2 separate regions of the Sus scrofa genome follow, and region 1 is linked to region 2. Evidence: chromatin contacts called from public HiChIP or PLAC-seq data. All regions are on one chromosome and are shown on one strand. Each heading gives the region's core, a stretch centred on a gene start, on an enhancer-like site or on the middle of the called end of the contact. The rest is flanking DNA. Distances are from core to core; before and after follow the strand shown. Region 1 overlaps LOC110261178 (a long non-coding RNA gene). Region 2 overlaps COLEC12 (collectin-12).

Region 1 (3,383 bases), core at 779-3,278, 120 kb before region 2:
GAGGTTAAGTTGTCTGCCCTCCTGGGGGAAGGGTGGACTCAAAGTTAGAAAAAAAGCTTAATAATAGAGAATTAAGAAATATATTTTTCCATGTGTAAATTCACAGATTGAGATTCTTACCCTCCATGGTATTTTTTAATTTTTATTATTTATTTATTTTTGTCTTTTTAGGGCCTCTCCCGAGGCATATGGAGGTTCCCAGGCCACGGGTTGAATCGGAGCTACAGCTGCCGGGCTACACCACAGCCACAGCCAAGCCAGATCCAAGCTGTGTCTGCGACCCACACCACAGCTCACAGCAACGCCGCATCCTCAACCCACGGACTGAGGCCAGGGATCGAACCAGCGACCTCATGGTTATTAGTTGGATTTGTTTCCACTGAGCTACTATGGGAACTCCATAAAAAAGGTTATCATTACAATGGAAGCTCCAGACTTAAAAATTGTCACACTGACCCCATCCATTTATATCCACTCGAGACACGTCATATTAAATTTCAGGTGACAGTATTCTAAAAGCTAGTTGCTATATGCACAAGTAAAAGTTATGGTTAAAAGTTACACTCTGGGAGAAAGCAAGGCATAGTGGATAGGAATGAGGAATCTGGATTCAAATTCAAGCTTGCCACTCTCCAGCTATGTGACTTTCAATGTGTCTCTCCGTGCCCGTTTTCTCATCTTTAAAAGTACACAAAACTTCAAGGACTAAATAAGATAACATGTATAAATAATTTAGGAATGCACACATTACTAGCTCTTAGTAAGTTAATAATTATTACTACTGTGATCTCAGTAGTTACTCAAACACTCCGTTTTACTAATGTTTACTTACCACTAACATGTAATGCACAGCAGAAGGCATTCATGCAGAAATGAATAAAGCATTCATTTTTTTCTAAGCAGCTGGTTGGACATTGACCAAGAAATCCATTTCTTCTTTTTCTTTGGGCATTCAGCTAGACTACATTTCTTTGCACCCTTGCGGCGAAGTTCTAGGCAATGATTTGTGATGTCGTTCTCAAGCTAGGGTTTTTAAGAGGCAGGGTGTTATTTTCATTTGTTCATTGTTTGTTTTTGGCCACACCTGCCACGTGCTGACATTCCTTGGCCAGCGATCAAACCTGCATCATAGCTATAACCAGAACCACAGCAGTGACAAGGCTGAATCCTTAACCTGCTGAACCATGAGGGAACTCCCAAGAGGCAGAGGTTTTTTTGCCTTTTTTTTTTTTTTTTTTTAAGGGCTACACCCTCAGCATATGGAAGTTCCCAGGCTAGGGATTGAATTGGAGCTATGGCTGCCAGCCTACACCTCAGCCACAGCAACACCAAATCAGAGCCAAGTGCTTGACTTACACCACAGCTCCCGGCAACACCGGATCCTTAACCCTTTGAGCGAGGCCAGGGATCAAACTCACATCCTCATGGATACTAGTTGGGTTCGTTAACCGCTTAAGCCATGAAGGGAACTCCAAGAGGCAGAATTTTAAGAGGCAGTGTTTTATTGTTTTATTTTTTTATTATTTATTTATTTTTTTTGTCTTTTTACCTTTTTCTAGGGCCACACCCTCAGCATGTGGAAGTTCCCAGGCTAGGGGTCTAAGCTGCCGGCCTCCATCACAGCCACAGCAAATCAGGATAGGTCTGTGACCTACCCACAGCTCATGGCAACGCCTGATCCTCAACCCACTGAGCAAGGCCAGGGATCAAACCTGCAACCTCGTGGTTCCTAGTTGGATTCGTTAACCACTGAGCCACGACAGAAACTCCAAGAGGCAGGGTTTGAAAAACATTTTTTTAAAAATTATAGTTGATTGATAAAGTTCTGTCAATTTCTGCTGTACAGCAAAGTGACCCAGTTGTAGGGGTGTGTGTGTGTGTGTGTGTATGTATGTACACACACATTCTTTTTCTGGGAGGCAGGGTTCTTAAGTGCCCTTTTCATACTTGTTCCCCTTTTAGTGTCTTGAGCAGAAGATGACAAAGCCCTAGGAAATGACACAGTCAAAAAATGGATGGAGCCTGGGTTCCTGAATGGCCACGTAAGAGAGAGCTGCCAAACAGTATCTCCCTCACACTGAATTGTGGGAAGGAAATTTCTGTGGTCTTTGAGCCATTTATACTTTTTTGAGGGGCTGTTTGTTATAGCAGCTAGTGTTATCCAAATTAATATCCTCTTCTCTTCATTCTAACTGAGATGGAATGCATGGAAAAGATAAATACTTGCAATCAAATATGTTGTCTAGTTGGATTCAGATTTTTGGGAGACTAGAAAAATGGGATCCTTTTACATCTTGTTTGTTCACTGAAGCCAGACCCCTCCCTGATCCTTCTGGTCTCCCCATTGTATTTCACCCTGGGCAGTGTTTCTCTCCACCTTTTCCTCCATGTTTTCTTTGTTATTAGAGATTCCAGGCAGCAGTGTCCTCACTCAATCATGAATGGCTTCTGCTAGCAGTGCCGGCCCCTTTCGATATCTGGGTCATGCTTTGTGTGTCTTTCTGCATTACTGTGAGAAGGAGCTCTTCCTGACTCTTTGGTTCCTTTCCAAATGATCAGTTGGCAATTTGTACAATAAAAGGTTGGTCTTCCAACAGTCCATAAATAATGTGACTCACTCATCAAAGGAATTTCATAGTACACAAGGCACTTAACCAGTTTCATTTAATGCAAGGTTTTATTGTTATTTTTGGAAAATAATTATTTTTATTTTTGTTTTCTTTTTTTTAGAGTGGAGTTGATTTACAGTGTTGTGTCAGTTTCTGCTGTACAGCATAGTGATCCAGTCATACATACATATATATATATATGCATTCTTTTTCTCATGTTATCTTCCATCACGGTCTGTCCCAGTAGACTGGTTATAGTTTCCTGTACTATACAGCAAGACTTCATTGCTCATCCATTCTAAATGTAATAGTTTGCATCTACCAACCCCAAACCCGGAGTCCATCCCACTTCCTCCCCCCACTTCCCCTCCAGCAACCACAAGTCTGTTCTCTATGTCTGAGAGTCTGTTTCTATTTTGTAGATAGGATCATTTGTGTCATATTTTAGATTCCACATATAAGTGATATCATGTGGTATTTGTCTTTCTCTTTCTTTTTTCTTTTCTTTTCTTTTTTGTTTTGTCTTGTCTTTTTGCCATTTTCTTGGGCCACTCTTGCGGCATATGGAGGTTCCCAGGCTAGGGGTCTAATCGGAGCTGTAGCCCCCGGCCTGTGCCAGAGCCACAGCAACGCCAGATCCAAGCTGTGTCTGCGACCTACACCGCAGCTCATGGTAACACTGGATCGTTAATCCACTGAGCAGGGCCAGGGATCAAACCGAAACCTCATGGTTCCTAGTCGGATTTGTTAACCACTGCGCCACAACGGGAACTC
Region 2 (3,682 bases), core at 13-2,512:
TGGTGACACTGTTCATGGAGCTCTCTTGGTAGGGGGAAGTGCATGTCATGGGGAAGCACCAGCTCTGCTAGGTCTCTGTACTTAAACTTTATTTTATTTTTTTCACATCAAACTTTTTTCATTATTATTATTTTTATTATGGTAATCTGTGACATTACTATTCTAATTGTTTTGAGGCACACAAACCATGCCCGTATTACTTTTTTTCCCTCTAAATGATTTTTATCTTTTCTATTAGAGCTGGTTTTCAGTGTTCTGTCAATTTTCTACAGTACAGTAAAGACAGCCAGTCACACATACATATATACATTCTTTTTCTCACATTATCTTTTTTTTTTTTTTTTTTTTTTTTTGTCTTTTGTCTTTTTAGGACTGCACCTGTGGCATAGGGAGATTCCCAGGCTAGACAGGGGTTGAATCAGAGCTGCAGCTGCTGGCCTACACCACAGCTACAGCAACGTGGGATCCAAGCCGCATCTGTGACCTACACCACAGCTCATGCCAATGCCAGATACTTAACCCACTGAGCAAGGCCAGGGGTTGAACATAAGTCCTCATGGATACTAGTGAGGTCATTAACCACTGAGCCACAATGGGAAGTCCTGTTTTGTCATTTTGATTTTTTTTTTAACTTTCTTAAACTAATAAGAATATTAAGGTTAGAAGTCCTACCCTGCATTCTCGATGGCATGAGTTGAAGTCTGGCTAATGGCAGGGCTAGAAAAGGAAGAAGGGAGGGAATGGGCATTGCATGTGGGGATCCAGCAGATGCAGGGCAGGGATGTGAGGTTTAAAGAATGGCAGTAACTGGGACTGCTTCACTCATTTTATATGTCTCGTTGAGCACTGGGCCAGGCATTGTTCTAAGGGTTACAGTGGTGACCAACCTAAAGTCCCCACCCCCAGAACTTTGGGGAGAAGATGTGATATAAACAAGTAAAGGAACATGATAATATCAGGTCAACACTATGCAGAGTCCAAGGGGCTGCTTTGAGCTTGGGGACTCAAGGAAGCCAGGAGATGCTTATCAAGTAGAGATTGAATGGCAAGGAACCAGTCACACCAAGAACACTGGGGAAAAGGAATGGGTAGGATAAAGGTCCCAAAGCAAGTAGGAGTTAGAGGAGAGAAAGAGGACGCTATGGGGACGCTATGGGGTGCTAGGAAATGCATCCTGTAGCCTCAGCTGACATTCAGACATGCTGCTCACATCTAAATGAAAAAGAGGGAAGTGTTTCTTAATGTTGCTTCAGGCTGAACTAAACTCACTTATTTCCTAGTCTCTCTGTGACAGCTATAGATGTGTATGAGATATTGGGTCTACCTAAATATTCATCGATACAGGTTCAGATCCAGATTCCAAACTCCTGCTTTGTCCTTCTTGCCATCGGCCTAGCTCCCCTTCCCCTGAACATGACCACCAATGATGCACGTTCCTAGAGCCATTGTCCACATGTCTATCAAGGGGCGCAAGCAGAGTCATGAGAAGATGGTAGCACGTGGACATGGTGGGGGTACGGAAATGTGGAGCCAAGTTCATTAACATCAGCCTCAGAAGCATAAATAACAGAGGAGAGAGTTTGTTCCTAAGACTGCTGCTGTCAGCAAGTTCCAAGAAACCCTGGTCATTGCTATAGCAACTGATTTCACATGCATCAGGAGAAATCATAACTATGAGTTCTCCCTGGAGACAAATCCAAACTGCCGGCAATTAGTGTCCCCATTTCCTCCAATGGTGCTGGCGCTGCCCTGATCTTTTCTAACTACTTTGGGTTGTTCCGTCTCCTGAGGCCTCCCACTCTTCTCCGTGAAGAGGATGGTGCCACCCTAGACGTCTAGGCCAGTTTTATGCTGTTATAAGTCTTCCAAAACCAAAAAACCTGGGGCATGGGTGGGTGGGAGGTCAGTGAGGGAGAAATCATGGTGTTGAGAGTTTAAAGTTGTGGGCTTGGGCACTAGCTCCGCCAGTTAGCTGTATGACCTGTGAAAGCAGTTTACTTAACCTCTCTCTCGGTACTTTTGTTTCCTCATCAGAAAAAGGGTACTGGGAGTTCCTGTTGTGGCTCAGCGGGTGGGGGAGCTGGTGTTGAGCCACAACAGGATCCCCTGTTCATAACCAGGTGGTTATAAACCCGACTGGTGTCACCGAGGATGCAGGTTCAATCCCTGGCCCCACTCAGTGGGTTGGGGATCCAGCATTGCCGTGAGCTGTGTTGTAGGTGGCAGACGCGGCTTGGATCTGGTGTGGGTGTGGCTGTGGCGTAGGCTGGTGGCTACAGCTCTGATTAGACCCCTAGCCTGGGAATTTCCATATGCCACAGGTGCAGCCCTAAAAAGACAAAAGACAAAATAATAATAATAATAATAATAATAATACAAAAAATAATAATACCTTTCTCATGAGATTAGCATGTAGAACAAAATAAAAAATGGGTGCGACACCAACTATAATGGAAAAAAAAAAATCATTTAAAAAATGGGTGCAAAAATACTTTAGAAGAACCATGCAATCTTTTCTTCATGTTAGGAGATAAACATCCAAATGATGACATCTATTAGAAAGCCTTCCCATAGTCTTTGGCTTACTTCTACCTGTATTACAGAATTCAAGGAAGCTGTAACTGAACGTATACAGCTAACTTAATTCTGATCCTCCCTCTTCCACCATTAGTAGCTATGTGATCTAGAACACTTCACCATACAGATCCTCAGCTTCCTCAACTACAACCTGAAGATACTAACACCTAAGAACAGAGGTAGGGGACAGATAATACATCTTAGTGTTCTTTGGAAAATACCTAATAAATTTAAGCATATACATTTGAATATCTGCATACATGCATGTATATATTTTAGATAGTTCCGAAGTCATAATTTGAGTAGGAGATTGAAATTTTCCCATCAAAACATTTGCAGTCAGCGATCTTTATATAGAACAAACTCTGAAATGAATTGTAGTTGAAAATTTACCTTTTTAAGGCAAGTGCAGAGTAGGATAGAAAGAAAAATCTCTTTTTTGTAGATAGGCTAAATTCTTTATTTACCACCTGTGGTAGGTTAAAGATGACCACTGATTCTCTGCTCTCCCTCCCACTGACAGATGAAATTTAGGTCCCCTCCCCTTGAATCTGTAGGGTGGGAGTAGGGGTGTCTCTGGGAAAACTTAGCCATCAGAATATGGCAGAAAAGGAGTTCCTGTCATGGCTCAGCGGTAACAAATCCAAGCAGTATCCATGAGGATACCGGTTCAATCCCTAGCCATGCTCAGTGAGTTAAGGAGCCAATGCTGCTATAAGCTGTGGTGTAGGTCACAGACATGGCTCAGATCTGGTGTTGTTGTGGCTGTGGCCCCTGGCCTGGGAACTTCCATATGACTCGGGTGCAGCCCTAAAAAGCCAAAAAAAAAAAAAAAAAAAAAAAAAAAAAAGAGTATTACAGAAAAGAGGCTGTCTGCCATAGCAATTTCCAGGCTAATCCTTAAGAGACTACCAGCTTCCACTCTCTGCCTTTTGGAAGACTTGTTTCTGGAGGCCTGAGCCACCATGTAGAGAATTCTGATTATCCTGAGGCTGCCATTCTGTGAGGAAGCCCAAGCTGCTCAACGGATGAGGTCACTTGAGGACAGAGAATTGCCTGGCTGCCCCCAGGCCTCTCATTCTCAGCCATTCCCATCATCCCAGCT

What was found. HiChIP or PLAC-seq counts read pairs in DNA pulled down with a chosen protein or histone mark.
Region 1: an H3K27ac HiChIP or PLAC-seq map of alveolar macrophages shows a contact between it and region 2. The contact joins two enhancer-like sites. A contact is called at or near these places in 1 of 47 Hi-C or Micro-C datasets (embryonic fibroblasts) and 1 of 2 datasets of contacts at active chromatin or transcription factors (alveolar macrophages).

What each region holds. Positions count from the first base shown.
Region 1 is chr6:106,018,521-106,021,903 of Sscrofa11.1, reverse strand. All of the region lies in intron 1 of LOC110261178 (a long non-coding RNA gene), which reads left to right. Among named protein-coding and RNA genes, the nearest start is that of THOC1, 19 kb to the left of the region's middle. Within about 2 kb of position 2,028, at least 7 of the 83 cell types and tissues checked have an H3K27ac peak or open chromatin away from gene starts, as enhancers often do. A contact at or near this core is called in alveolar macrophages, where this site is marked.
Region 2 is chr6:105,900,486-105,904,167 of Sscrofa11.1, reverse strand. The region is part of intron 2 of COLEC12 (collectin-12); the gene reads right to left. Among named protein-coding and RNA genes, the nearest start is that of COLEC12, 94 kb to the right of the region's middle. Within about 2 kb of position 1,262, at least 7 of the 83 cell types and tissues checked have an H3K27ac peak or open chromatin away from gene starts, as enhancers often do. A contact at or near this core is called in alveolar macrophages, where this site is marked.